Regions from separate parts of the Mus musculus genome. Here regions 1, 2 and 3 are each linked to region 4. The links are chromatin contacts, called in public Micro-C, capture Hi-C and promoter capture Hi-C maps. All regions are on one chromosome and are shown on one strand. The core of a region is the stretch at or near the end of the contact, and the rest is flanking DNA. Distances in the headings are between cores, read along the strand shown.

Region 1 (6,051 bases), core at 3,212-5,711, 1.0 Mb after region 4:
GCCTCAGTGGAAGAAGATGCGCTTAATACTCAAAGACTTGAGGCCTCCAGGAAGGGGGTTGTCTGGTGGGGGGGAGCACCCTCTCTGAGGCAAGGGGGAGGAGGATGAGATGAGGAACTGTGGGAAAAGGGACCAGGAGAGGTAACAATGACTGGAATATAAATAAATAAATAAATTTAGAAAAAGAAACTGATTTAACAGCAACAATAAGATTTTTGTATGAACGCCAGGGCCAAAAGTGGGAATAGGTGGGTAGGGGAGTTGGGGGAGGGTTTGGGGGACTTTTGGGATAGCATTGGAAATGTAATTGAGGAAAATACGTAATAAAAAAAATGAAAAAAAAGATTTTTTGTATCAAATATTTAGTAGAGGCAATAATAGATACAAATTATGTCAAGAGACATAGTAGATGAAAAAGAAGAGAAAGAAAAGAGAAGATGCTATGAATCTCTTAGTACATTTATGAGAAGAGGGGAATACACACACTTACCTAGGGCTTTTGTGCTTCAGAAGCAACAACAAAATTGAGGGAGTGAATGAAAATGGAAAATGGTTAAATCCCCGGCAAAAGTTGTTTTCCTTTAAATATGAAGTGATCAGAGTGAGTCACGGAACCCAGGGACGTGTCCACTAGCCTCTGTTAAGTTTTCTCAGATTGGATGATTCCCCTGGCTGAAGCATCCACTAGTGCTGTTGTTGATTGACATCTTGCTCACATTTGTGAACTTCATCTTTACTTTTTACGAACTGGGATATCTTATTTTCTTATATATCTTACTGTACAGTGTACACTCATGGGTTTATTAACCATAATATGCGTTGATTTTACACCAAATTTGTGATATCATTAAGTTCTGGAGAAGACAGGATGTTCAGTCCAAGTATCAAATGGTAGTTCCTCTTCCAAGAGGAATGGGGAGGTGGTATTTGTTTGCTTTTGTTTTTGTTTGTTTGTTTAGTTTGTTTTTCTTTGAAAAAGTTTCTTGGACCTTGCTTTGTAGAGCAGACTCAAACCTCATAAATCCATTTGCATCTGTCCGCCCCCAAGATAGTACTAAAGACATGTGCCCCCACATCCGATCAAAAGGCAATAATCTTGAAGCTAATGTTTTATATAACAGCATATAACTTCTTTGACAAAACAAATGGGTAGATGAAACAGTAATGCGGGTGAGAAGACCTTACTGTAGGTAGCTTAAGAAACAGTCATTGGTCTATAGTTAGTATATAAAATATTAAGTATACTTAGAAAAGTAAGGAGTAAATCAAAATGCATATGTCCAGACTTTAAATCACTGAAGTAGATTAACAATCTGTTTCAACACGTAGAGTCCAATGAGAGGGCTACTGGACTAGACTAATATGTAAGACATGTTACTCCTCTATGGTTCTCAGATTTCAATGTGTTTTAGTCTAGGAAAATGTTTATACTCTGAACAGTTATCGAGGACACAAATGATCATTGGCTCATAGCAGTTCTGTTCATTGTTCTTATAAATTCTATGAATGTTAAAATTTAAATGTACATTTACAATTTTGCCTCATAAACTATAATAACAAATACTTAACATAGTGTTTAAATAACACCAAGAACTATACTTGGCCTAAAAGGTATGCAAAGAGATTGCACTGTCTTCCCGCTGCTCCTCAAACCTCCTTAATGAGTTCTAGTTAAAGATAGCTAGATGCCTATCTCTTCATTTCAGCTTGATCTGTTAAAAAAAATGTTTGTGATGGCGTAATTGCAGGAAGTAAGATGTCACCCAAGTCTGCAGTGAGAAATAAAAAGAACATGTTATCAGATTTTTGACAAAAATGAATGTTCCTTTTTCATATCACAGCAAAATTTAGAAAATGATAGTTACCCAGTCTTGACTCCAGTATAGTAATGACAATATTGATGAGATTTCTATTCTTACTATTCTTCTCTCATCAGCTCCCAGCACCTCCCCTCCCTGACCTCCCTCCCTCTCTTCCTCCAATACTCCCCACCTCCCCTCTGCCTTAGACCCACCTCTCACATTTCAGTTCAGAAAAGAGAAAGCATCCAAGTGATATCCACGGAACTCCCCACAACAAGATGCAGTAAGGTAGGCATATACTCTCATATCAAGGCTGGATGAGGCAACCCAGTAGGAAGAAATAGATCCCACAAGCAAGCAAAAGTTTCAGAGACACACCCACTAAAAAAAACCCAGGTTAAAGAACCACAGCATGTATGCAGAGGTTATGGTGTACAACCATATCTGTTATTGCTGCTCTGTTATATGCTGTTATTATTCTCCTGGTGTCCTCTATCCCTCTGGCTCCTATAATCCTTTCTGCCCCTCTTCTGCAGAGTTCCCCAAGCTCTACCTAATGTTGGGCTGTGGGTTTCTCTGTAACTGAACCCTGCTGGTGGAAACCTCTCTGATGACAATTGAGCTAGGCACTGAACTTGTGGCTATAGTAGAATATTATTGGAAATCATTTCATTGACTTTTGTTTCCGGTTGTGTTTGGGTCTACCATAGGTCTCTGAGCCATCTGGCTTCCGGATCCTGGCCATCTCGAAGTGTCAGGTACAGCGTTCCTCTAGTGGTATAGACCTCAAGTTAGACCAATCATTAGTTGGCCACTCATACAAGCTCTAAGTCACTTTTGTCCCAGCAAAACTTGCAGGCAGGACAAGTTGTGGGTCACAGATTTTTGTGGCTGATTTTGTGTCACAGTGCCAGCACCAGGAGTCTAGCATGGTTACAGAAGATGGCTGGTTTAGGCTCCATATTCTCCTTTACCAGGAGTCCAATTCCCAATAACTACAATGTGTTATTCATTCTCTAAAGTGAAATGGGGTCTTGGCATACATAAAAATGAAAATCATTTAGCCTCCACTCAAAGGTGAGAATAGAACCTTTGCCCTGAAGAGAAGAATCATTGATCTTCTGTATGCAGCATGAGTTACTTTATGCACATTTCTGATTGCTCATATAGTCTAGGAAACAGAAACAAACACACTAAATGTCCAGGACTCAGTCGACTAAACAGTTGTGAGCTCCATCTCTGGGGAAATGACCTAGCCTTTGAAAGAAAATGTTAACTGTGGCAGTAGAAGGAATGTTGACTGTGGGAGGTCACATCTCATTTGCTGTACATTTGCTTTTGCTGATGACATATCAGTTTCAGGCATCATAAATTTTACACCATACAAAACAAAGTATTGGCTCTCATATGAATAGACTTGGGCATTGGATCTCTACAAAAACAAAAAGGGGTTTAAAAACCTATTTCCCCAGAATTTCATAGATCACACTTGAAAAACTGCAAGTATATGGTTACCTATCAATTATAAAAGTCTTGATGACTTGTTGAAATGTTCACATATTCTATGTGGCTAGATTACCAGACAACTTTTGGGGTTCATGATCAACCACAAGGCTCCTGTGGGCAAGAATAATACTGTCAAAGGATTTCCCCTTGAGACATGACTTTCATCATGCTGCTGTGCTGATGTGGAATTTTGTGTCACAAAACTCTAAAAGGGTTTGAAGCTTCAGTACATTGTTTTCAAATAGATGATTCTGTTCAGATACTTTGTATGTTACACATGAGATAGTAAATTAGAACAAACCGATTTTGATAAGGATGCTGTTAAAAAGCAAAGTTTTAACCTGCCTGTGATCTTTTATCTCATCTTTTTTTTTTTTTTTTTTTTTTTTTTTGTACTGGGATAGGAGGCAAGCACTTGCTGTGACGGATATGTGGTGGTCAGAGGCCAACCCACTATCTAAGTCTGGGGTTGTTAGATATGACAGTCAGTATTTTTCACCAGCCCAGAAACATGACTTTTTAAATCACTACTTCTACTCCTTTAATGTCTTCTTTCTGTTAAGAAAAGCAACTTAAATTATTAATAAAAGTTGTTTTAATGTAGGTGTAATTCATCTCAAATAAACTGACAAGATGGTCCTTTCCCAGAAATCTCAATTTTTTTTACCTCCACCCTATTGCCATACAGGGAAACAGAAACAAGGCCATCTTCCCTTTTAGCTTACTGCTGCGTTGATGAACTCAGGAGAGTGTCCTATTTCGTAGTCAGCCTAAAGCAACCAGTTTCAGAAGCATGCATGGAAGATTGGCCAAGCTGATGGTGCCCGCCAGGGCTCTGTAAAATTGTAGAGCATTACTGATATCTGAAAATTTTTAAAAACCCTCAGCATGGCACTAATCTTACTCATACAAACAGACACACATATCATACCTTAATAGATGCATTATCTAGGAAGAAGGAGGGGAGCTTTTTAGTGCCACGTCGCACATAAACTGGGCTTTATGTACAGAAAGTTACTTTACACAGATAATGAACCTAAAGTAAAATGGTTATTTCTGGCAGCTAATTCAGCTTTATAGTATAGAGAGGTACATTCTTCATAATGGTACCTTCTGATTCTACTTCCTCCGAGTTCAGTAATCAGTGTCAATTACTGCTGGTTTCCATAGAAACAAGACAACTAACGGTTTTTAAATCTTCATTCATGGAGTACTTTTACAAATAATGTAGACTTGGGAATGACTGTTTCCTAAGGACATAATGCAAAAGCAGATCCCAATAATTTTTAACCCCTTCAAATGGTGTTTAAAATTTTGTGTATGATTCCCTAATATTGGACCCACATGTTTAAACACAGCCATCTGTATTTCACACAGTAAGAAGAGATTAAGCCACCCTCCCCTGAAGGGATGTTGAATAATTTGCAAGCAGCTGTCGAACAATTGGGAGACCTCTGTCGTTAGAGCATTGGTTACAGTAATGTAGGAACTTAGCATCTTTTTCCAAGATAAAGATGACTTAAATTTTCCTTTATAAGATTTTTGCCATTTAGGAAGCCTTTTGTATACTCATATTACTTACATTTGTCCCTGTGAGAAACTATCTGACAGACGTATTACAGGATAACCTCAGATTGCCACCCAAAGTCCTGGGCTCTGGTGAGACAGAATGGTATAAGAGCCGGAGCATTTGAAGGAAGAAAAACTGTCCCCACCAGACAGGAAACAGAACCAAGTACCTAGACAAGGAATCAGGTATAAGTTTCAGTTAAATCCCAGTGATGTTCCTCTAAGAAGACTCCATCTCCTAAAGTTTCTAGAGGGTTCAGAAGTATGACCACAATCTGGGGATCAAGAATTCAACTCTTGAACTTCTGTGGAACATTTTCTATTCACATTATAACAACTGTCTATCCTGCCATTAAGGACAAAGGAAAACAAGGAAGACTCGATATTGCTAATTACATGGTTTTGAAATATATTTGAATTATTCAGCATTGATGCCTTTTATATAAGTAATTGTCTTCTTCGCTGTGGTAGAACAACCCTTACTGCTAATATAGATTTAATGTGTGGAGTTCTTTTTCCATTTGTTTCCTTTATGCACGCCGCAGTGTTACAAGGATCATGATTTCACACTTTGTTTATGGAATTGATGATTTCATTTAGAAATTAAAATTTGATGACAAAGGATTGTACCAGCCAGGGTTCCATCCACTAATGTGTTTCCTCGTATTGGGCATTTTTTTCATCTCCACAACGTCTTTTGAATAAACGGCTTCCCAGGTTCTGAATGTCATCATATTCACTGCTTCTCAACGTTGAGATCCCAGAAACCATGTTTGTCTCATGCTGTCCCTCGCATCAGTTTGGAGCAGCAATGCAAGACTGAACTGCAGAGTGCTCAGTACCACGTTTGCTGGTACTGTGACTCGCCTGAAAGGGAAGAAAGCATTAGATTTGGTTTACTGTAAACCCTAATCCATTTTCCTTGAACAACAGCAGAGGAACCTAGCTCTCTTCTTTCCTTGAGTGGATGGTTTTACCGCTTCCTTGTAGGACCCTAACCTCCAGACATCCCCCACACTCTGCTGCGGGATATAATTTATAATCATCAAATATGATTTACCTGTGAAATGCAAGTTAAGTTAAGCCTCACTTACCCTTAGGCTGGATCACCTCTCCCTCTCTCTCTCTCTCTCTCTCTCTCTCTCTCTCTCTCTCTCTCTCTCTCTCTTTCTCT
Region 2 (6,635 bases), core at 3,363-5,862, 1.9 Mb after region 4:
TAAATTTATAAACTTCAGAAGAAAGATAGCTTTTGAAGCTGGAAGGAAAAAAATCAGAGAACAGTAGTCTTTTTTGTGTGGTGCCCAGAAATTCGGTTACAAAGTGGTTCTATTGTGTGTCTCATAATTTACATTAACTTTTTGGCAAAGCAGAAAGAAAAAAAAAAATCAGTCAAACTTGAAGGCATTTGTACAATGAAACTGGAAAATGGCATTTTTCTTTCTTTTTTTTTAATTTTAAAATTTGACTTTAACATTTAGATGTCAGCCAAACCAATATTCAACATTATAAAAGACCAAACAGTAGAAGAGCTGCAGCTGTTTTGCTCCGATGTCACTGAACAGGTGTGTAGTATGACACCATAGAAACTGGATGCATCTCTTGCGGATGCCCACAGGAAGCCAGTATGGAGCTGGCATTGACATGGGACTCATTTCCTCAGATGTGACCAGAAAGTCACCCGGGGATGACAAGAGTCCTGGTAACTGATGTGGGCAAATTCGGAGGCAGACATTCTCCCAAACAGATCAATACTATCCAAGGTGCAGCTGAAAAACAGGATGGGTTTGTAGCACTGAGCAAACAGCAAAGCTCCGTATTCACAAGGCCAAACGCAACGGGCACTTGTGGTTTTCCACACTGTGTTTGCCAGCGACCTCAACCCTGACCTACAGGGCCACCCTCTCTGGAACTAGAAGCAATCTTGTGTTGGGTCTTCTGGCCATAAGGGAAGCCTATGGAATGGTGGCATTTCTAACTTGATCTGTGTTGACCTAACTGCATGATGCCAAAATGACTCATCAATGTAGTTTGTAAAGTGAGTACTTGGATTATTTGATATGACACAAGAAAAAGAGAAACAAATGGCCATATATGGTGTCACACATCTGTCTGTCATCCTAGGACTTAGAAGGTGGAGGCAGGAGTTTAAAGGCATCTTCAACTACATATCAAGCTTGAGCCAGCCCAGGCTACTTGAGGACCTGTCTCAAAAGACAAAGAAAAATTACTTTTTTTCCCAGTCATTTTGGAATTGTGTGGGTACATCTTGGATTAAATTAATTTACATAATTTTATGGTACACACATCCACATGACATTTAATTTGTATGGGTAGGCCAAATATTTTTATTTGGATAAATATGCTTTTAACTCAAATTAATTGCTTCCTAGTTTCCATTAAGTCTGAAACACTGCAACCCCCGCCCCAAAAAGTATCATTTGTATATACTTGTATGATCCTTTTACACTAGATTGTGTATATTTACATAAATGATTTATTTAAATCTAATCAGCTCATGCAAGATATATCAGTGTTTTCACTGTTTAATGTTATTTTTAAAGGGGGAGGCAGAATTATAGTCCTTTAAATAATATTTCCAGAAAGTGCTGAGAACGTGAAGATATTAAAAATGGTCTCTATGACAAAAGGTTCCATAGGGAGATGCAACACACACATCTACTCAACCCAGATAGAGATCCCACCACAGAACAAAGTACAGATACCACCCAAGTCCATCCCAGTGAATCAATGTGTTTTATTGGGGTTACTTACAAGAGCATAAATGACTCAAAGACAGCTGCCTCACCATGGACCACCCCAGCCTGGGTGACAGTTCACAAAAGCTGGGGAACCCACAGCACACTTCACAAACTGCAGGCACCTCAACAGGTTCCAGAGGGTCCTTTCAAAGTGATTCTGGTCTAAACCTCTTCCAGGCAGCTTGGCTGGTTTCTGATTCTCCCCGGCAGCTTCTCTTGTCTCAGAGTCGTCTTTGCAGTCGTCTTTGTAGCTCATTTTCCTTTAGATTCTCAGCTTTTATTATTAACTCGGTAGGAAGGAGGTAGCGAATCTGCTCAGTTTCGGGGACTTCCTGAAGCTGTTTTGAATTATTTGCCTTCCTGCATAAGGAACTTCCTGTAGGAGAGTGTTACACTGTTGCACAACTAGTTTGCCAGTGCTAGGCTAGGCAAACTGACCTCGTTGAGGATGCTGGGTATGCCTAAGGGGTTAAGGTTCAGAACACTGAACTTGCAGAGCACTGCTCTTGCAGAGGACCTGAGTTCAGTTCCCAGAACCCATCCCATGGTCCATCTTCTGGACTTCTTGGAAACCTCCACTCACACATACATACATAATTTAAAAGAATAAATAACCTTTCTTTATAAAATGATCTCATCTATGAGTAGGCATAAGTATAATTTGAACACCTCATATGGTTCCAATTTTGAAAAGTTTAAGAAAATCCTCTCAAATTCCAAAGGCTACTTGATGACTTGAAACCAAAGATGTATTTAAATTGGAAAGAAATAAAATTTTTTGCAATGATGTTGCGATCCTAAGGACATTCTAATGGCCATTGGTGGCCATGGGAATCAGTAATCTACCACCTGAGAGCTTGTGTGCACTTAAAATGCTTATTTTCCAAATCCAGATAAACAGTTTGATATATATATTAATTCTAGCTAAAACAGAAGGTGGGTGTTTCTCTGGCAAGGGAATAAGATGTATGGGATGGGGAGAGGTCAAGTAACAGTAATTGTTAGCTCTCCTTTAAGTAAAATTTCCCCCTGGAATAGTGGTGGGGACATAGGAAGGTGAATAACAAACTTCCTCAGTAGTACATCACAGCATAAGTATCTCTGAGTAAAGAAGAAAACAGTTCAACTTTGAAATTCTGCCGTTAAGTGGCGGCTCCTGCAAGGGGGACAGTTTGCTATTAATTGTTAATGTCGCCTACCATTAGAGGGCACTAAACAACTCCACATTAATGCGTTGGAGGGAAGAGAAAAGGAAGCGAGGAAAGGGGAGGGAGAGTATGGGCAGAGTTCGGGGAGAGGGAGGGGAGACCGAAGCCGGGAAGGGCTGGGAAAAAGAGATGTGGGGAGTGGGAGGAGGGAGGAGGGAGGAGGGAGGAAAAAGCCTGAAGAGGAAGGAGACTGACAAACGGGCAGACAGACAGAAACAGACAAAATGAATCTGGCAAGATTAAGAAGGATGTGAAGCCCCAGAGCCGTCTAAAGTGAGCAAAAAGCCGGCTCTCCCGGGTCACCCACTCCCCTCCCCGCCGCTCCGTCCTCATGACTGTAATTATAAAGCGAAAAGCGGCGGCGAGGTCACCCGTTTTTACCAGCCTGCTGCACCGAATGCGCGCGGTGCAGGTGCGGCGGCCGCGGGGCTTTGTGATTCATGCCCACTTTCAAAGGGGGGCTTGGGCCCGTCTGAGAGGCACCCAAACAACTGTCTTCTAATATTAGCACGGCTGTATTTCGGGATCTATTATAGTCTGTCCAGACAGATCCCATTGTAATGGGACCTTTTATTAAAAGATTAGCACTATCTCCTGCAGTTGGTGGAAAAAAATCTGTTATCACTGAGTTATTTGCAGTTGTGGAGGGGGTAGGAGGAGGGTGATGGAAGATGGGGGTGGGAGGATGAGAGGAGGACCGGGGGGGGGGGGCGCTAGGGCTGGGGCTAGAGAAGAAGGGCGAATTTGAAATCCGTAAGAGCAAATCCCAATGACCTGGGAATGTCCAAGAATTTTGTCTGTTTTGTTCGCTGTTTGTTGTCGTTCGGGCTTCAGAAGCGAAAAGAATAGAAATTTAAAAGGCAGCTTTGAAATAAACAATATAGCCTTTTCCGTGAAGTAATCGTTTTATATAAAAGGAAATATCGCCTCCTCAGTTTCATTCAGCCGTGCCAGAAAATGTTATAAATGAGAAGACCCGCCAACTTTCGGCGAAGAATGCCAGGCATTGCACTCAATAAACTGAGGCTGCAGAAGTTCATTATCATGGTGCAATCTTTTTTTTAAATAAGAGAGAGAGAGAGAGAGAGAGAGAGGAGTCGGGACAGAAACTGGGGCGTCTCGGAGCGGGGGAGGAGGGGGGCAGACCGCCTACGTCGGCGCCCCCGCTCGGGGCTGCGACTCCAGACGCGACGAAGTGAAAGGGGAGAAAAGAAAGGGAGAGGGCGAGACTGCCGGGGGCGGCCGGCTCCGAGGTGTTAAACATTTTTGTTTGCTTCTGACTTGTGGAGCCCGAGGGCCGCGTCTCCGCAGCGCTCGGCCCGGGTGGAAGGTGCCCGGGGGTCGGGGTTCTTAGCAACCTACTCCAGGCTGGGGGGGGAGGGGGCGCGGGAGGGAGTGGGAGGCGGGGGAGCTGGCAGGGTGGCCGCAAAGTAAGACACGTAAGAGACCTCGGGACACAAAACGTCTCCGGGACCCCGCGCCAAGGCTCTGCAGGGAGGCTCCTGAAACTGCTCCCCCGGGCATTGAAGCAGCTCAGGGATCCTGCGGCGGGTTGCAGAAGTCTCATCCCGGAGCCCTGGAGCAGAGGTGCTGGGGACCCATTCCCGGGGTCCTCCGGGGTCCCCGCGCTCCGCCGGCCGCCTCCTCCAGCGCCCTCACTCACACGCGCACACGCACACACGCGCGCACACACACACTCGCACGCCACCCCGGGCGCGCCGGCTCCGAGCGGCGGCGTGCAGGACTGAAGTGGATGTTCCTCCCCACCCCCGACGCGTCGCCCCCAGCCCCCGCCCCTGCCTCCTTCCCCCCTCCCCTCCCGCTCCTACGCAAATAAGAACTCGGCGATTCCCCTCCTGCCGCTTTGATTTCGGGCACCTCCGACAGATAATTGGGAAGGGTTTCCAGAAGGTGGGAAATGTCACCTGATTCACACTGAACTTTTAAAAGCTCCCCACCCCCAAAGAGCCGGCACACCCTCGGTCGCGGCCGCCCTCCCACAGCCCCACACACTGGGAGACCGCCCACCGCAAACCTCGGAGACCCCCGTCTAGATTTAAAGCGCGGCTGCGCCCGGCTTCTGACGTCCATTGAATCGCGCGGGCGGCCGGTGGCGAGCGCGGGGCTGCGCCGGGATCGCTGCGCCCTCCGCCGCTCGCCTCTGCGACGCGCGCCGCTCGCCCGAGCCACCCGCCGCCGCGCTCCTCGCCCCGCGCCTGCCCCAGGATGGTCTGCGCCAGGCACCAGCCCGGCGGGCTCTGCCTCCTGCTGCTGCTACTCTGCCAGTTCATGGAGGACCGCAGCGCCCAGGGTGAGTGGAAGGGATGCGCCCAGAGGCTCGGCTGGGGCAGGGGTTCTACTTTTCTGCTGTCTCCACTTGGTCTGTTCTGACCTACGCTGCTCTCGGAAGATGTTGGAACCACCCGGCTACTCCTGTAGAACGGAACGGGAGGGAAAGACTGAAGGCAGTGACACTTTAGGATAGAGAGCGGAGTTTAGAGCCAGGTTACCCTCAAAAAGGAAAGGGCTTGAGTGGAGGAGCTGGAGCCTCAGTAGTTAGGGGTAGATGCTCCAAGTTCTGGTCCTAATGACTTTAGATGTTATCTCCCCTGGCTGGCTCGGGAGAAGGGCGAGCATCCGTAGCCTGGAGATTACAGTCGACCTACTAGCAATCTATCCATCTTCCTTCCATATCTTTTGGAGACTCTTTAAAAAAAAAATGACGGGGTGGGGGATGGGAGATACCGAATTTTCTTGGGTGGCCGGGGGACGTGGTTTCAGAAACTTTGCCCAAACTTGGAAATGTGGGTACTGAAATTTTTAGAGGGAGGTAGTTTTACGCTTAGCGGATGCTCCTTCTGCCTCTTTCCCCCAAGCCCCGCGAAAAAGAAGAAAGACAAACCAAATTATTAGCCCGAAGTGTTTTAAGTACTTTACAGTTTTCTCCACTTTGCCTCATTCCTGTTAACTTCTGTGAACCAAGCAGCCCACAAGCTATTTAGACTCCGACCTGGATTAAAGAGCAAATTTCTGAAGTTTATCTTCTAAAATTAAAAATGAATTGATTTTATTACAATTAGTCTCCAGGCTGGATTTCTTTTTTAAAAATAGTGGTAACCCCGCAGCTTCACGACAATTACTCTCGAGTCACTTTGGTGATTCATGAGACGTCTGCTTGCCCAAAGTCCGAACACATTAAATAGGGACAGAGAAAGAAACTATTTGTAAAGAGGTTCTTGGGAGACATAAGGTAGGTATGTGTGACCCGGTAGACGCCTCCGGGTTCTAACCCTGCTGCGTTGCCTGTTGGAGCGGTAAGGTTTTGTGTGTCGTAAGCTGCCCTCCCCGGCACCGGTCCTAGCCGTCTGCCCGACACTAGGCTGGGCTACCAGCCTTGCTGATAGGGGCGCTGCCTGGGTGCCGGGACGTGGGCGCCAGAGAAAGCAGCCCTCGGAAATTTCGAAAGACCGCGGTGGCTGCGGGCGTGCTCCGGGCTGGCGGATTGCAAAACGGGCCCGTCGGGCGGGCTGCGCCTCGAGGCCGCTCAGGGCAGATCCAGGCTGGGCCCGACTGCTTTTTTTTTTCCTTTCATTTTTCACAAGTATCTTTATGCTTGATCTGTTCCTGCAGATTCATATTCATTCTCCCTACACTCCCCCCTCTCCCCTCCCTCCTCCCCTCCCTTCCACGTCTCCCCTCTCTTACTTTCTTAACCCCTGTCACAAATAATTCTCTTACCGCCTACATGAAACCGACATGTAAAAACATCCGTCGCATCCTGTTTTTGTCAGGTTCTTTAATCTGGTCTTCCAGTCGCTGCAGGTTATGAAATGGGACGAATAAAAGTAAACAGTCTAGTAAAAGTCAATGCAAGCTGCACGTGTT
Region 3 (6,981 bases), core at 393-2,892, 1.4 Mb after region 4:
CCGGCTGTGTGTCAGGGTTAGTGAGCAGTCACCTCAGAGCTCTCTGGTCTTACTAAGCACTCAGAGCACCGAAGGTCAGAAGTGTCTTTTAGGGTGTATAAGTAAAGAAATAGTGGGTGAGTGAGGCAGCCTGGGGGCTATGAGGTTCGAGGGTGCTGAATATAGGACATTAATCATAAGTTCTAGCGGCCGGTGAGCTCCAACTTGGTACCGTCATGAGTCTAGCTGGTCATCCAGTCTAGCCTATTTGGCAAGATCCAATCCGGTGATAGACTATCGCAACACAAAAGGTGGATGGTTGTAGGGAATAACACTTAGGTTTGTCCCCTGGCGGGCATACATGTGTGTCTACACAAACACACACATCAGCACACATAAACCTGCACACATATGCACACACACAAAGAAGTAGAGGTTCCAGTTCTACCTACCGTTTTATAAATAGGTTTAAAGCGTTTGGCTTTTCCCAAGTGGCTACGTCTGTCCCACCTGGAAGTTGCTCGCTTGCTCTATGGACCTGGGGAGTCCCTTCTTGCTCAGAGGCCTGCTCCCAAGAGATTTTGAATGAGCAATAGCCATTAGACAAGCAATTCTTTATTTTACAAAACCTTTTGAGTGCTTCAGAAAGTAGGCACTGGAATAATTCTAGCCTCATCAATGGGCAGGAACCTGCGGCTGAGCTTCTACGGATATTGGGTTTAAAGACGATTAAAAGTGCATGTTCTATTTCTTGGATTCAAAAGTGAAAGACCCAGATGAATGCTGTCTTTCCAGAATCGGAAAGTTTGGGAAATGGCAAGGCACGAGCTCAGGAGGAGAGATTCTCAACCCGTGGGTTGCGACCCCCCTTCCATCGGTGTACCCTAAGATATTGGGAAACACAGATGTTACATAACAATTCAGAATCAGAGAAGTAGCAACGATAATAATTTTAAACGATAATAATGTTGAGGTCACCACAACATAAAGAACTGTGTTGAAGGGTCGCGGCACTAGAAAGGTTGAGACCCACTGCATTTGAGCCCCTGTCAACTCTTCTCACCTGTCCTGAAATAAATCAGGTAAACTCAGTGATCCAACTCCTCATCGTCTCAGAAATGAACAATCCCCACCCCCCTCTCTCTCCCTCACACCCCTCTGTGGTGCAAAAATAGTACCTCAGGGATAATCATAGCTTGAGAGCAGCTCTTTCTGATGACTTAGTGTCGAACCTGGTCATTCCGAGCTTATTTCTGTCCCTTTCTCCACCCACTCAGGAAAAGCAGAGAAGGGCACACACTGTTCAGGTCCCCTGGCTCTTCTTCTGAGTTATTGAGGGCTATGGCTTGATACAACTGCGTTGGGGGGTGGAGGGAACTGCCTAGGAGTTAGTTTCCTGTGGACAGAGGACGAAGAGATGTTGGTTGTGGGTGGATCCTGAGCTCTTGGGTCTGGTGAGCTAGAACAGTTTGGTACAGGTAGGAAAAAGCCACCGGGCTGGAGTCGCGTCCGCACTGTCTGTAAGATGCCGAGGGCTCCGTGGGCGTCCATGGATCTTGACTCCTTTTTCAGAGCGCTGGAGGAGCCACAGACGCTGAGGGGCTGGGCTCCGTGGGGCGTGGCAGGACAGATCCGGAGTTTGCCCAGGCTGGAGGGGCAGGCAGGGGCGGTTCCTAGCTCAGAAGCTGCAAGCAACTTTTCCTTGCTCTCATTCAGGCTGGAGAGAACTCCTCCGTACAGTTTCTGGAAAGTCTAGCCTCTGGGAGCCCTGGATCGAGGATACTGTGTGCACCCCCAGAGCACTTTAGATTCCCCAGCGCAGACCCAAGATGGGACCGGGACAGGCAGGGGGCGCGCTCCTGCTGCGGCTGCTAATGCTAGTTCAAGGTAAGTCTGAACTCCACTGCGCGTCCGCGTCCGAGGCTGGAGAGACCCGCTTTGGTCCTAGAAGACCAGGGAGGGATCGAGTGCTGCTCTGGAGCTGGCGATGTCTGCTCTGCATCTATGTGGACTCGGGATCCAGGCTTCGTGGAGCCACTTGAACAAACAGGACAGACAGACAGACACAGACACACAGACACACACACACACACACACACACACACACACACACACACACACCCCACATCCTCATTAAGACGTGTTTCACCCGATCAAGCATCCTTCAAAGTCATCTTTCTAAGAGGTTTGGGTTTAGAGATGTTCTCACACCCACAGATTTGGAGCGTTTGTGGGTGGCCAGCAGACCACGCATCCAGCCTCCCAGCTTCCCGCGGATCCCCAGCAGGTGCTGAACTAGCTCTGAACCAGGAACCGGGGATCCAGCTCTGGGCTGCAGCATGCAGCTCTCAAAGGGTGGCTTTGCAGGAAACTTTGATGTGTATTTTTCACCCCGCGCGCACAATGCCCCCTATTCTTATTTCAGGAAGGAGCACTGGTGTTTCTTTCCATAGGAGGAAGAAAAGCCAATCAACTAGGCAGAGGGGGCACTCTTCCTTCCCTCCTGCCTTCCTTTTATTGTTGTAATGTCCTTCAAAGAAAGTAAATTTAGGCTGGTTCTCTCCACTCTCTTGATCCACAAGGCAAGGGGATTAGCTGAGACTGGTGCCAGGCTGCCTGACCTGACTTCCTTTGCATTAAGTAAGGAAGGAGAGTGGGGAAGGCAGGCTGCTGAGAGGCTCAGGAGAACTTTCTCTCCACCTTTATCCACAGCCTGGTCATGCCCAAGATGAAGGATTTTAAGGTAGTTGAGGGGAGATGGGAGGGGACGGTGTGTGTGTGGGGGGGATTGCATTAAACAGCTAACAAAATAGCAAAGTGGTCACTGGATGTCACTTAATTTTTACAAAGAAGGAAAGTATTCCTTTTTTTTTTTTTTTTTTTTCTAGACAGGGTTTCTCTGTCTAGCCCTGGTTGTCCTGGAACTCACTTTGTAGACCAGGCTGGCCTCGAACTCAGAAATCCGCCTGCCTTTGCCCCCCAAGTGCTGGGATTAAAGGTGTGCGCCACCACGCCCCAGCAGAAAGCATTCCTTAATCTGTGCTTCTCTGAGGTTCATCTTTCTTTAAGGTTGAGGAAAACTAGTCCAGGTTCGCCTTGTGGAATTTTTTGTCTGTTGGAGAAGAGAGAAATATGTCCCTATCCCGATTCTGTCGCAGACACAGAGCACTGCTAATTGTTGGGACGCTAACCTGTGCCCCCATGCCTCACACATGTTCTGCCCTAGAGAAACACAGTTGATCTGAGGGGCCATCGGGTCTAATCTAGGGGTTTAAGACAGTTGGATTGGATTCTGACCTTCAGACTCTGGAACTCTCTCTCTCCTAAGAGGAACTAGAAACCCAAACCCTGGCTTTTCATCTCTTTTTAATTGTCGGTATTATTAAAAGGAGCCATCGAAGCACAGCACCATTTTCTGATCTTTGAAATGTTGAGGCTTGTTCTGGGAGGAGCCCTTGAGAAGGACCTGGGTGGAATGTGTTGCCGAAAGGCATGAAGTCAGGTACCCAGTTTTCTTCTGCAGTTAGTTAATTGGGATGATTCAATGTCAGAAAGCAGACAGGATTTATATGACACCTGTATAAAATGACTCCACGTGTTTATTTCTCTCTTTCTGGTTCAGTTGTTTGTATATCTAAGGACCACATTTTCTCTTTATTTTAATCATCTAATTAAATAAAATCATACAATCAAGTTTTGCCATTTAAGAGAGCAGTGGAGATTCATAAGTGGGCAACATAATTTTGGATATTTTGGGTATCTAAGGTTGAGATGCAGCTGAAAGTTCTAGGTCCCTGGTACTTTAAACTTTCATTTTATCCTCCCTATATGAACATTTTGAACATAGCACTAAACAGACACACTTATTATTATTTATAGATCACAGACATGCACAATTGTGATGCAAATATATACAGAAGTTAAAATGTAAAGGCAAGCATAAATGTGTGTCTCTACACCTTACATTCTCCACAGCACACGGGCAGACAACACTAGACGCAAACTCATTTTGGATCTTATTTTAGCACTTAGATTCAAATCTCTTTTTCCCATAATCCCCTCACGAGTGGATAAGAGGAACAAGCACTCAGTTTTGTTCCATACATATCCCTTTTCATTGTTCACGGGCAGGCCAAGGGTGGAGAACAGAGATCATGTGACACCTAGGAAATATGTAAGTTAAGTGCACATACAGAGAAGAAACCAACTGTACCCTTAACATGGATGGAGTCACACACTCTCCAGCTGGCTCATGGGCCAAGGAATTCTCCATGAGGATTCTCAATCAGAGCTTCTTAACTGCCCTCTGAGAGGTCGACCCTCTTCCTCGTAATAGCCTCCTTCATCTGTAAACTAATCAGTAGATTCCGCTCGTGGTAAATGTCTTCCTTTTGACTTTTGCTTTCCTTTATAAAACCCCACTCCCCTGGTTTGTGTTCTCTTTCTCTCTCCTCTTTGCCATCTCTCCATCTCAGAGGCTCCTTGTCTACCTATTAATTAATAAATAGTGTTGGCAAAGTTCTGTCCAAGTTTTCAGTCTCACCCTCACACTTACGGTTCTGCCAGTTTTTCCTACCCATCTATGCAACGTCTGCCACCACCCAGGTCAATCCCTCATTCTCTCCTATCAGAACACCTGTAACTTTGAACCTGGCCTTCCCATTTTGTTTCTTGTCTTTCTAGTTGATTGTTCTTATTGCTACCTTTCTTTTTATTATTTATTTATTTATTTATTTATTTATTTATTAGATATTTTCTTTATATACATTTCAAATGCTATCCCGAAATTTCCCTATACCCTCCCTCTGCCCTGCTCCCATACACACTCACTCCCACTTTTTGGCCCTGGCATTCCCCTGTACTGGGGCATATAAAGTTTGCAATACCAAGGGACCTCTCTTCCCAGCAATGGCCGACTAGGCCATCTTCTGCTACATATGCAGCTAGAGACACGAGCTCTGGAGGTTCTGGTTAGTTCATATTGTTGTTCCACCTATAGGGTTGCAGACCCCTTCAGCTCCTTGGGTGCTTTCTCTAGCTTCTCCATTGGGGGCTCTGTGTTCCATCCTATAGATGACAGTTAGCATCCACTTGTTCGTAGCAGCCTTATTTATAATAGCCAGAAGCTGGAAAGAACCCATATGTCCCTCAACAGAAGAATGGATACAGAAAATGTGGTACATTTACACAATGGAGTACTAGTCAGCTATTAAAAACAATGAATTTATGAAATTCTTGGGCAAGTGGATGTATCTGGAGGGCATCATCCTGAGTGAGGTAACCCAATCACAAAAGAAGTCATTAGATATGCCCTCACTAATAAGTGGATATTAGCCCAGAAACATAGAACACCCAAGATACAATTTTCAAAACACAAGAAAATCAAGAAGAAGGAAGAGCAATGGGTGGATACTTCATTCCTCCTTAGAATAGGGAACAAAATACCCATGAAAGGAGTTACAGAGACAAAGTTTGGAGCTAAGACGAAAGGATGGAGTATCCAGAGACTACACCACCCAGGGATCTGTCCCATAATCAGCCACCAAACCCAGACATTATTGCATATGCCAGAAAGATTTTGCTGAAGGGACCCTGTTATTGCTACCTTCCTAAAGCAGTAATCTGCGTTATCAATCCACACTCTTACTTCAAACACTTGCTGTTTCCTGCCACATCTAATATAGGGTAAAGTCCACATTTCTAGGCATTCATAAAAGTCCTCTCCTGTCTGGCTGTGCTTTCTCTACCAACCGTTCCACCCTACTGTTCAATCCTACATACAAGTACACACAGGAACTCCATACATGCATGGGATGTACACGTTTCAAACCTTCTAGACACACACATGCACCATCCTATGTCTAAGCACAATGGACAAAGTTTATATTAAACTGTTCCCAGACTATCTTCTGGCTAGCCTCACTAGGCTGTTACTTTTCTTCCCTTTCTCTCATCTTTTTGTGATCTGCTAGTTCTCCAATCCTAGAAGAGTCAACCCCAAACATAATTATAAACTAGAACAGTTTTTATTCCGTAGCCCAAGAAGAAAGCATGGGGTAATCTTTAAATTCTATGAACCAATCCAGGCTCCTCTTTACTTCAGTTTCTCAGTGGTTTCAGGTTACCCTTTGACAAATTAGCTTTCTTCCTCCATTGCTGAGCGGTACCACCTGACCCATCTCAATAGGACTCTGTGCTGGCTCCTGAGCCTGTTTGAGATGTGTGGATTTGGTCTCAGGACTCCATATTAAAAAAGGAAATCTTTATGCATCTCAGATGTTCATTCGGGTTTATAAGCTAGTGCATTAACACTATCATTGTCTCCTCCCATTCTCCAAAATTTCAATGTTGCCTGTCTTATGAAATGACTGCCAAGATAGGCAGCCAATGACCACATCAGTTTCAATACATTCCTTCTAAGTGGCAAATGCTCTCTTCCTTCATGTGCTAACATCCTGGGCAGATGAAGAGGGAGAAGCGTGCTTGTGTACAGATGAGCTCCTCCCGGTGGGATTCTAGACACTCAGCAAAAGAATAATACATGCCAAGATACAAAAACTGAAAACTTTCAGAGATAATGGGGAAATGTTAGAGGCTGAAAATATCTCAGCATCATATCAATATAACCACCAGTGTCACAAGCTTCAGTCTTTACCACCAAGACTGCTTAGCTTAATACTTAGACTCAGGACAATGCAAAAGATGACGAACCGTGGGATGTTTTCCTGTTAATTGCAAATCGAAGAGTTGTGAAGAGTTGCTGTCTGTTTCTTCCAGTTGTTATCATGACTAGAGTAAGCCTTCCCATGCAAGCAGAGAAAAAAATGGCTCACAATAGTTAAGAGTCTGACAGATGCCATAAGTCCAGAGAAAATAGATTTTGCAGATGACAGTGATTCCCAGTCCCTCTTTGATGACGCACAGAAGCTCTGCCAATCCGGCAGCATACAGTAAATTCCATGAGCCAACATGTGACCAGAGATTCCTTTGCTAAAGGCGTGT
Region 4 (6,129 bases), core at 1,906-4,405:
TTTCCAATGGCAGCTAAAACATACTACAATTTCTTTTCTTTTCTTTTTTTTTTTCTTTTTGGAAAATGGTGTGGTTTCATGATGTTCAGGGATCTGTGTCTGACTTTAAATATAATGTGGAATGTTTCCGTCTTAATTAAACAGAAATAAGAAAGCAGGAGCAGATAAACAGAACGGTCTTAAATGGACCAGCAGGGAGCTCAGGAGGAACAAACATGCGCCAGGAACTGTGCTCCAAGTCATGTAAGCAAATACTACAGACTCAAGAGAAACTTACTAAGTAAGCTTAGCGGGTATCTCTATGGTACAAAGACACTGGAATCTTATATAGGTGAGGGAGGATGAAGAAACAGTTTATGCATTTCATTCATTACTTCATTTTCAAAATGAAGGCGCTCAAACTACAGATTCGCACCCCTGCTGTTTTGAAGGACAGATATTTGACCTAGCAGCATACAAAGGTCACAAGAAGTCCAATTTTGACAGGAGAGTGTCTAATCCCTCATTGAACACAAGAGGTCGCCCCTGTAATCAAATGCTCAGGGGGAAAAATATTGCTAATCACTTTTATGTAATCAGTTTTATGTATTCTATAAAAAACACTGACAACTTTACAGATACGCTTGATGTGTTAAATACACACATAGCAATCAACTAGGGGAGGAGGAGAAAAAAAATCTGTGGTCATATGAGAATCTCTGGGTAAAGGGAAACATTGTGGCCAGCAGCAGGAACTTCGATTTCTATGCAAATTGTATAATCACAAACACACAGATCTTCAGAGCACTTTCATCACCCGATCCTACTATTACTGAGTTCCCTCCAGCGTCTTCCACTGAGTGGAGTAGCTTTTGCATGGATCCTGGCTTTTATCAGTCTAAGAACCAGGGGAATGAATGCCTGTTTACAATAGTGCCCTGAACTAAAAAAAGGAAAACGTGTCGTGAATGCTGTGGAAGACCTGCTCACATTGAAAGTTTGTTCCCAAACTGTACGCTAGATTTTCTACTTGGAATTGCTATGACCAACGACCCTTTGTAATAATGTGTTGTTTGAATTAAAACATTACTAATTGTTTTGGTGAATGCCTGTATATGTTTGGAAGGGTGAAGAGTGAGGGTCCTTTGTGGGTCTCAAGTCACTAGACTGATGCTTCTTTTAGATGCCACATTATAAACATAGCGTGAAGAAATAGAATTGGTTCAGATCCCCTATTTATCTTTGTTGTTGTTTGTTGTTGTTTTTAAATCATGGTCAACCTGGCTGTATAGAAGGGTAGCATGCCCTTGTACGGAGGGAACTGCTTCTCTGGGCTTGGCAAAAGCAGCTTGACAAAAGATACCACACATAGGATGTCAGAGAGCAGAAACCGGGGTTGAAAGGAAAAAACACAACCAACCGGTAAAGTTAACCGGAGTCTACACAACTTTCCATCCTGCTCACGGACTTCAAAATAATTTATAATTAAAAAAAAAAAAAGAACAGGAAGGGAAGAGATTCCCATCTGCCTTCTTAAAGAAAACAGCAAAACAAGAAAGGGGGGAAAAACCCACTCCTGCTTCTTAACCTCTTTTCTCTCTGTGTGTACTCTGAAAAGTCACAGGCTTTCTAACTCGGCCACTGCGGCCTAGGTGGGGTTCACAGGTTTTATCATGGTTTAGATCTGGTGGAAGAAACACAAAAAGGAGTTCCCTAACCTCTGGCTCTTCTAAGAGGAAAACAAAACAAAACAAAACAAACAAACAAAAAAAAAAACAAGCTGAACCCTTCTACGATTCTGTTTGTAGCCTCTCTCTCTCTCTCTCTCTCTCTCTCTCTCTCTCTCTCTCTCTCTCTCTCTCTCTGATCAAAGTCCCTCTAGAAGCTCCGGCAGAAGTGTGGGAATTCTGTGTGTCCCCTAATAACTGCCTCTGAAAGACTGTAGATTTTGGGGAATCAGGAAAGAAATTATTGGCAAAAGTTACCGGTGAGATGCAGCCAACATCTCCTCCAGATGGCTTCCCCAGAGGAAACAAATTAGAAAGCTAACCTCAGGGGAGGGAAGTAGGCGCCCCACTCTTCTTTTGCAACAGACCCTCCCTGCTCACGCCTTCATACTAAAAGATTTAAAAGTCTCTAGAGAATATTGTAAAGTTGCGCTTATAATTACCAAGCCGTTTAAGGGCCCAGTGCACCTTTGCCTTAAAAAAGAGTGGACAACAGATCCATAGACAGACATGGACAACCCCACCCCACCCCCGTAAACTTTAGGGTCCTGCACTCTGACTCTAGATTAGAACACTTTCATGCTAGACTTAAAATTGAACAGGAGACCTCACGGGTCGGGAGGAAAGGAACCAACCTCGGAGTTAATTCGTTTTACCTTTTCGTTTGACCTTTGCGTTTCCAACCCGATTGTCCGCTAGGGAGACAAGCTCCCCTTTCCTCCCACCCCAAGTCTTTGGAGAGCTCAGATTGGGGAGTAACAGGGTCAACACGGTAGCAAGAAAAAGAAAAAAAGAAAGAAAAGAAAGAAAGAAAGAAAAAAAAGAACACAAAAACGAAGTCATAAAAAAACCCATTTCTTTTGGGTCTAACCGTCCTACTCCGGGTTTGTCCCCTAACGCGTAGCGCGCTGCTAGCTCCAGCAGATGCGCCCTTCCCGCAGGCAGCGAAATTGGCCAGCCCTGGGCTGTGCGCGCCAGCACGGGAGTCAGTGAAGGAAAGCGGCCCGTTCCAAGTGCCCCCCTTTTCCTGGAGCCCGGTAGGGACCCGCTTCACAGGAAGGACCTACCCACCAGCTACTCGCCACGGGCGGCAGAAAAGGGAGCCCCGAGCTCAGCGCAGCCCAAGGTCCGCGGGGAGCCCGCGGCGCTGGAACCCCAGGACACGACGCGGCGCGTCCGGGAAGGCGCGGGGAGGGGGTGGTGGACAAGGAGGCGGCGGCCGGGGACCCGGGCCACCCGGCGCCCAAGGAGCGACGTGGCCTCGGGAGGCTTAATCCTCTCCTGCGGGCTCGCCGAGCGGGCAGTGGCGCGCGGAGGCGCCGGGGCTGAAATATGATAATCAGAACAGCTGCGCCGCGCGCCCCGCAGCCAATGGGCGCGGCGCTCGCCTGACGTCCCCGCGCGCTGCGTCAGACCAATGGCGATGGAGCTGAGTTGGAGCTGAGAAGTTTGAGTAAGAGATAAGGAAGAGAGGTGCCCCGAGCCGTGCGAGTCCGCCGCTGCTGCTGCGCCTCCGCTCTGCCAACTCCGCCGGCTTAAATCGGACTCCCAGATCTGCGAGGGCGCGGCGCAGCCGGGCAGCTGTTTCCCCCAGTTTTGGCAACCCCGGGGGCCACTATTTGCCACCTAGCCACAGCACCAGCATCCTCTCTGTGGGCTATTCACCAATTGTCCAACCACCATTTCACTGTGGACATTACTCCCTCTTACAGATATGGGAGACATGGGCGATCCACCAAAAAGTAAGAAGCGGTTTAACCTTGTGGGGCTTGGTGTGCTGTTGTGGTGTGGGGGGGTCTCTCTCAGGCACCGATGACAGGGCTCTTTGGATTTGTAGTCACTGCCTGGAGAGACAGAAGAGAAGGTGGTCCTTTTGTTGTTGTTGTTGCTGCTGCTGTTGTGTGTGTGTGTGTGTGTGTGTGTGTGTGTGTGTGTGTGTGTGTGTGTGTGTGTGTTTTCTTCTTGTCACGCTTGCAGCTTGCATGTTTGGTGTGAATTCCGATCTTTGAGAAACTGATCATACCTTGTGTTTGAATGCTCTGTGCCCTCCCAAACTCTAGCCGCCTGCCCGGTGCTTAGCGGTGATTTCCTCCTCCGGATTCCGGAGCTCTTGGAGAAGTTATTATGTAGCAAAGGTCTGCCTGCACAAACCACACCGGCAGATATGAATTAGCATTAGACTTGCAAAAGAGAGCGAGTGACAACTGTATTGATGTCTACTCTTCTAACAATATCCATTCCCGCGTGCTATTGAAGAACGTGCTTCACGGAAAATATAGACATCCCAGCGTTGCTTTAACGCTTCTAGTCAAAACCTTTTCTTTGACATGACTTATCCATAATCTTGCCTAATGATTATAGCAAAGAGGGAGGAGGGAGAAAACACAAAATGAGCGGGTTTGATTGCGTGCTAAGCTTACAATGTAGACTATTCAAATCTGCGTTTTACATATATTCCACCTCCCTTTTTAAAAAAGCGAGTCAAGGTTTTGATGGCACACTCCAATTACCATCCCAAAGTGCAATACTCTTTAAGGGAAGAACAAGAAAAAAAAAAAAAGGGAAAGAAAAAAATTCTTCCAGAATACACCCTATAAGAGAACGACACTAAAAGTGTGTTTATCTCTGTAGGAAGTAAACGGTTAGTCAATCATGCATTTATTTTCATTTCAGAAAAACGTCTGATTTCCCTGTGTGTTGGTTGCGGCAATCAAATTCACGACCAGTATATTCTGAGGGTTTCTCCGGATTTGGAGTGGCATGCAGCATGTTTGAAATGTGCGGAGTGTAATCAGTATTTGGACGAAAGCTGTACGTGCTTTGTTAGGGATGGGAAAACCTACTGTAAAAGAGATTATATCAGGTATGCCATTTTTACAGGGTTATTTTCTGAGATTTCTTGGCTCTCCTTGTTTATTATTTGATGTGCCTTTGTTTTGTTTTGTTGTTTTTAGAGGGAGGGAGAACGTTTACTTTAGAGTGCCCAGTGTACAAGAAATGTTTTTAAAATTAAACTGTTGTTCATTTCATATCTTTGGGGGGTGGGGTGTCGCTGTGTTTCATAAATTTTTGTTGATAAGGTTTGTTAATGACTCTTTGAATTTTTCATACAAAAGATTATTTCCCTCTTTAAACTTCCCTAAGGACAACAACAAAATTAAGGCAAATAAGTTTAGGGTTTCAAACTTTAAAAATTCTATTTTCACTGTATAGTTTATCATCTTATTTATTTTTCTCCTGTTTTATCAATGACTTACATTATTTTGGGGGCTCCAAATAAACAGACAAAAGTTTCACCAAAGGATTTTTGAAGAACAAGTACAAACATTGCTCCCTTTACTTTTGGGGTGACTCTTCCTTTGATAAAAAATTTTAAAACCAAAATAAAATATTCCTTAACGCCCCCCCCCCAAAAAAAACCACCGGAAATTTAATCTTTTTAAATATTAACCCTTTGGTGATATCTAACTGCCTTTTCTTTCTTATCTTATCTGGGCTGATGAATTAGACAGAGCAGATCAAATTGCCCATCATCTGTCTGCGAACAATTGGTATATTTAGGTAATTGAACAGCTTCCTTTCTCACATTAAAATCTAGTAACTGATAAAATGAGGGAATCAGCTGACGGACAAGACCAAAACCAGGGAGGAGGATCTGAGCTGGCTTTTGTTGCACTTTTTTTTTTTTCCTAATTTCAAGTTTCTCTGACCTACCAGTTTATATCAGAAACTTGACTTTCTACCTTAGAAAGCCTGGTAGAATTTCTAAAGGAAAATGTGTTTGTTCTAATACAAAGCAAGATACTGTTCCCCTTCACTGTTAGGCTGGCGATGGCAGAAATGTAGCCGATTTTAGATTTCAGAGGTGGCCATTGGCAAGTGATCGGCTTTTCCTAAGCCATAAAGCGCTTTGGAGCTTCAGAACTTTCATTAAAGTTTAGTTAAGATTTAAAATACAGCCCCACCAGTTTTTCTCCTGCTGGAATAATGCCCCTCCCTCGGTTTTGTTTTGTTTTGCTTTAAAAAAAACATAGATTGGAGGATATATTCATGATAGCTAAAATTAAACAATATACTAGGGAGGGTTTGCTTGTTTGTTTGTTTGGTTTGGTTTTAATGACAAGGAGAATGGGAGGAAGTGGGATACAGGAAAGGGGAGGGATTTCGTCAATGGTTTGGGAACCCGGCAAAGTAAGTCTTCCTTCTATAAAATGGATGATCTTGCATTGGAGAGGCAGAAGGTAGGAAAAAAAATTTCAAGTCTGTCTTCCAACCTCTGAGAAATAATCCCTTTTCATCTTTTACTTGGCTGGTGTGGGCTCTCGGGACACTGGAGAGGGAGAAGGGAGAACCTACTTTGAAACTCCAAAAGCATCTTTACGCCTCTGAAGATACTGTTTCCCTCCCTTGTATACAGACTTGC

The links. Promoter capture Hi-C pulls out the DNA fragments that hold promoters and counts their contacts. A called contact is a pair of places that touch in the nucleus more often than the background predicts. Capture Hi-C pulls out chosen DNA fragments and counts their contacts.
Region 1: a promoter capture Hi-C map of second pharyngeal arch cranial neural crest shows a contact between it and region 4, with 10 times the contacts expected there. The contact joins the enhancer-like site here to the promoter of Isl1 in region 4. A contact is called at or near these places in 11 of 39 promoter capture datasets (the 3T3-L1 cell line, 3T3-L1-derived adipocytes, the C10 cell line and 8 more), 5 of 115 datasets of contacts at active chromatin or transcription factors (bone marrow-derived dendritic cells, embryonic forebrain, embryonic hindbrain and 2 more) and 2 of 9 other capture datasets (liver and pancreatic islet).
Region 2: a contact with region 4 is called in a Micro-C map of embryonic stem cells, with 17 times the contacts expected there. The contact joins the promoter of Fst here to the promoter of Isl1 in region 4. A contact is called at or near these places in 7 of 39 promoter capture datasets (embryonic stem cells, hippocampal neurons, pre-B cells and 1 more), 12 of 484 Hi-C or Micro-C datasets (B cells and embryonic stem cells) and 5 of 115 datasets of contacts at active chromatin or transcription factors (astrocytes and embryonic stem cells).
Region 3: a contact with region 4 is called in a capture Hi-C map of embryonic stem cells, with 6 times the contacts expected there. The contact joins the promoter of Itga2 here to the promoter of Isl1 in region 4. A contact is called at or near these places in 2 of 39 promoter capture datasets (both in embryonic stem cells) and 1 of 9 other capture datasets (embryonic stem cells).

What each region holds. Positions count from the first base shown.
Region 1 is chr13:115,258,106-115,264,156 of GRCm38.p6, reverse strand. No RefSeq gene overlaps it. Among named protein-coding and RNA genes, the nearest start is that of Gm25985, 150 kb to the right of the region's middle. Within about 2 kb of position 4,461, at least 2 of the 459 cell types and tissues checked have an H3K27ac peak or open chromatin away from gene starts, as enhancers often do. A contact at or near this core is called in second pharyngeal arch cranial neural crest, where this site is marked.
Region 2 is chr13:114,456,928-114,463,562 of GRCm38.p6, reverse strand. It overlaps Fst (follistatin), which reads left to right and starts at 4,612. Exons shown (of 6, transcript NM_001301373.1): 1 at 4,612-5,061. The coding sequence starts at 4,977. It overlaps Gm41074 (a long non-coding RNA gene), which reads right to left. Exons shown (of 3, transcript XR_873986.3): 1 at 6,489-6,635.
Region 3 is chr13:114,926,761-114,933,741 of GRCm38.p6, reverse strand. It overlaps Itga2 (integrin alpha 2), which reads left to right and starts at 1,642. Exons shown (of 30, transcript NM_008396.3): 1 at 1,642-1,866. The coding sequence starts at 1,809. It overlaps Gm34845 (a long non-coding RNA gene), which reads right to left. Exons shown (of 2, transcript XR_382938.3): 2 at 5,984-6,981.
Region 4 is chr13:116,306,714-116,312,842 of GRCm38.p6, reverse strand. It overlaps Isl1 (ISL1 transcription factor, LIM/homeodomain), which reads left to right and starts at 3,155. Exons shown (of 6, transcript NM_021459.4): 1 at 3,155-3,448; 2 at 4,380-4,569. The coding sequence starts at 3,421. RefSeq lists promoters at 2,978-3,356, 641-3,358.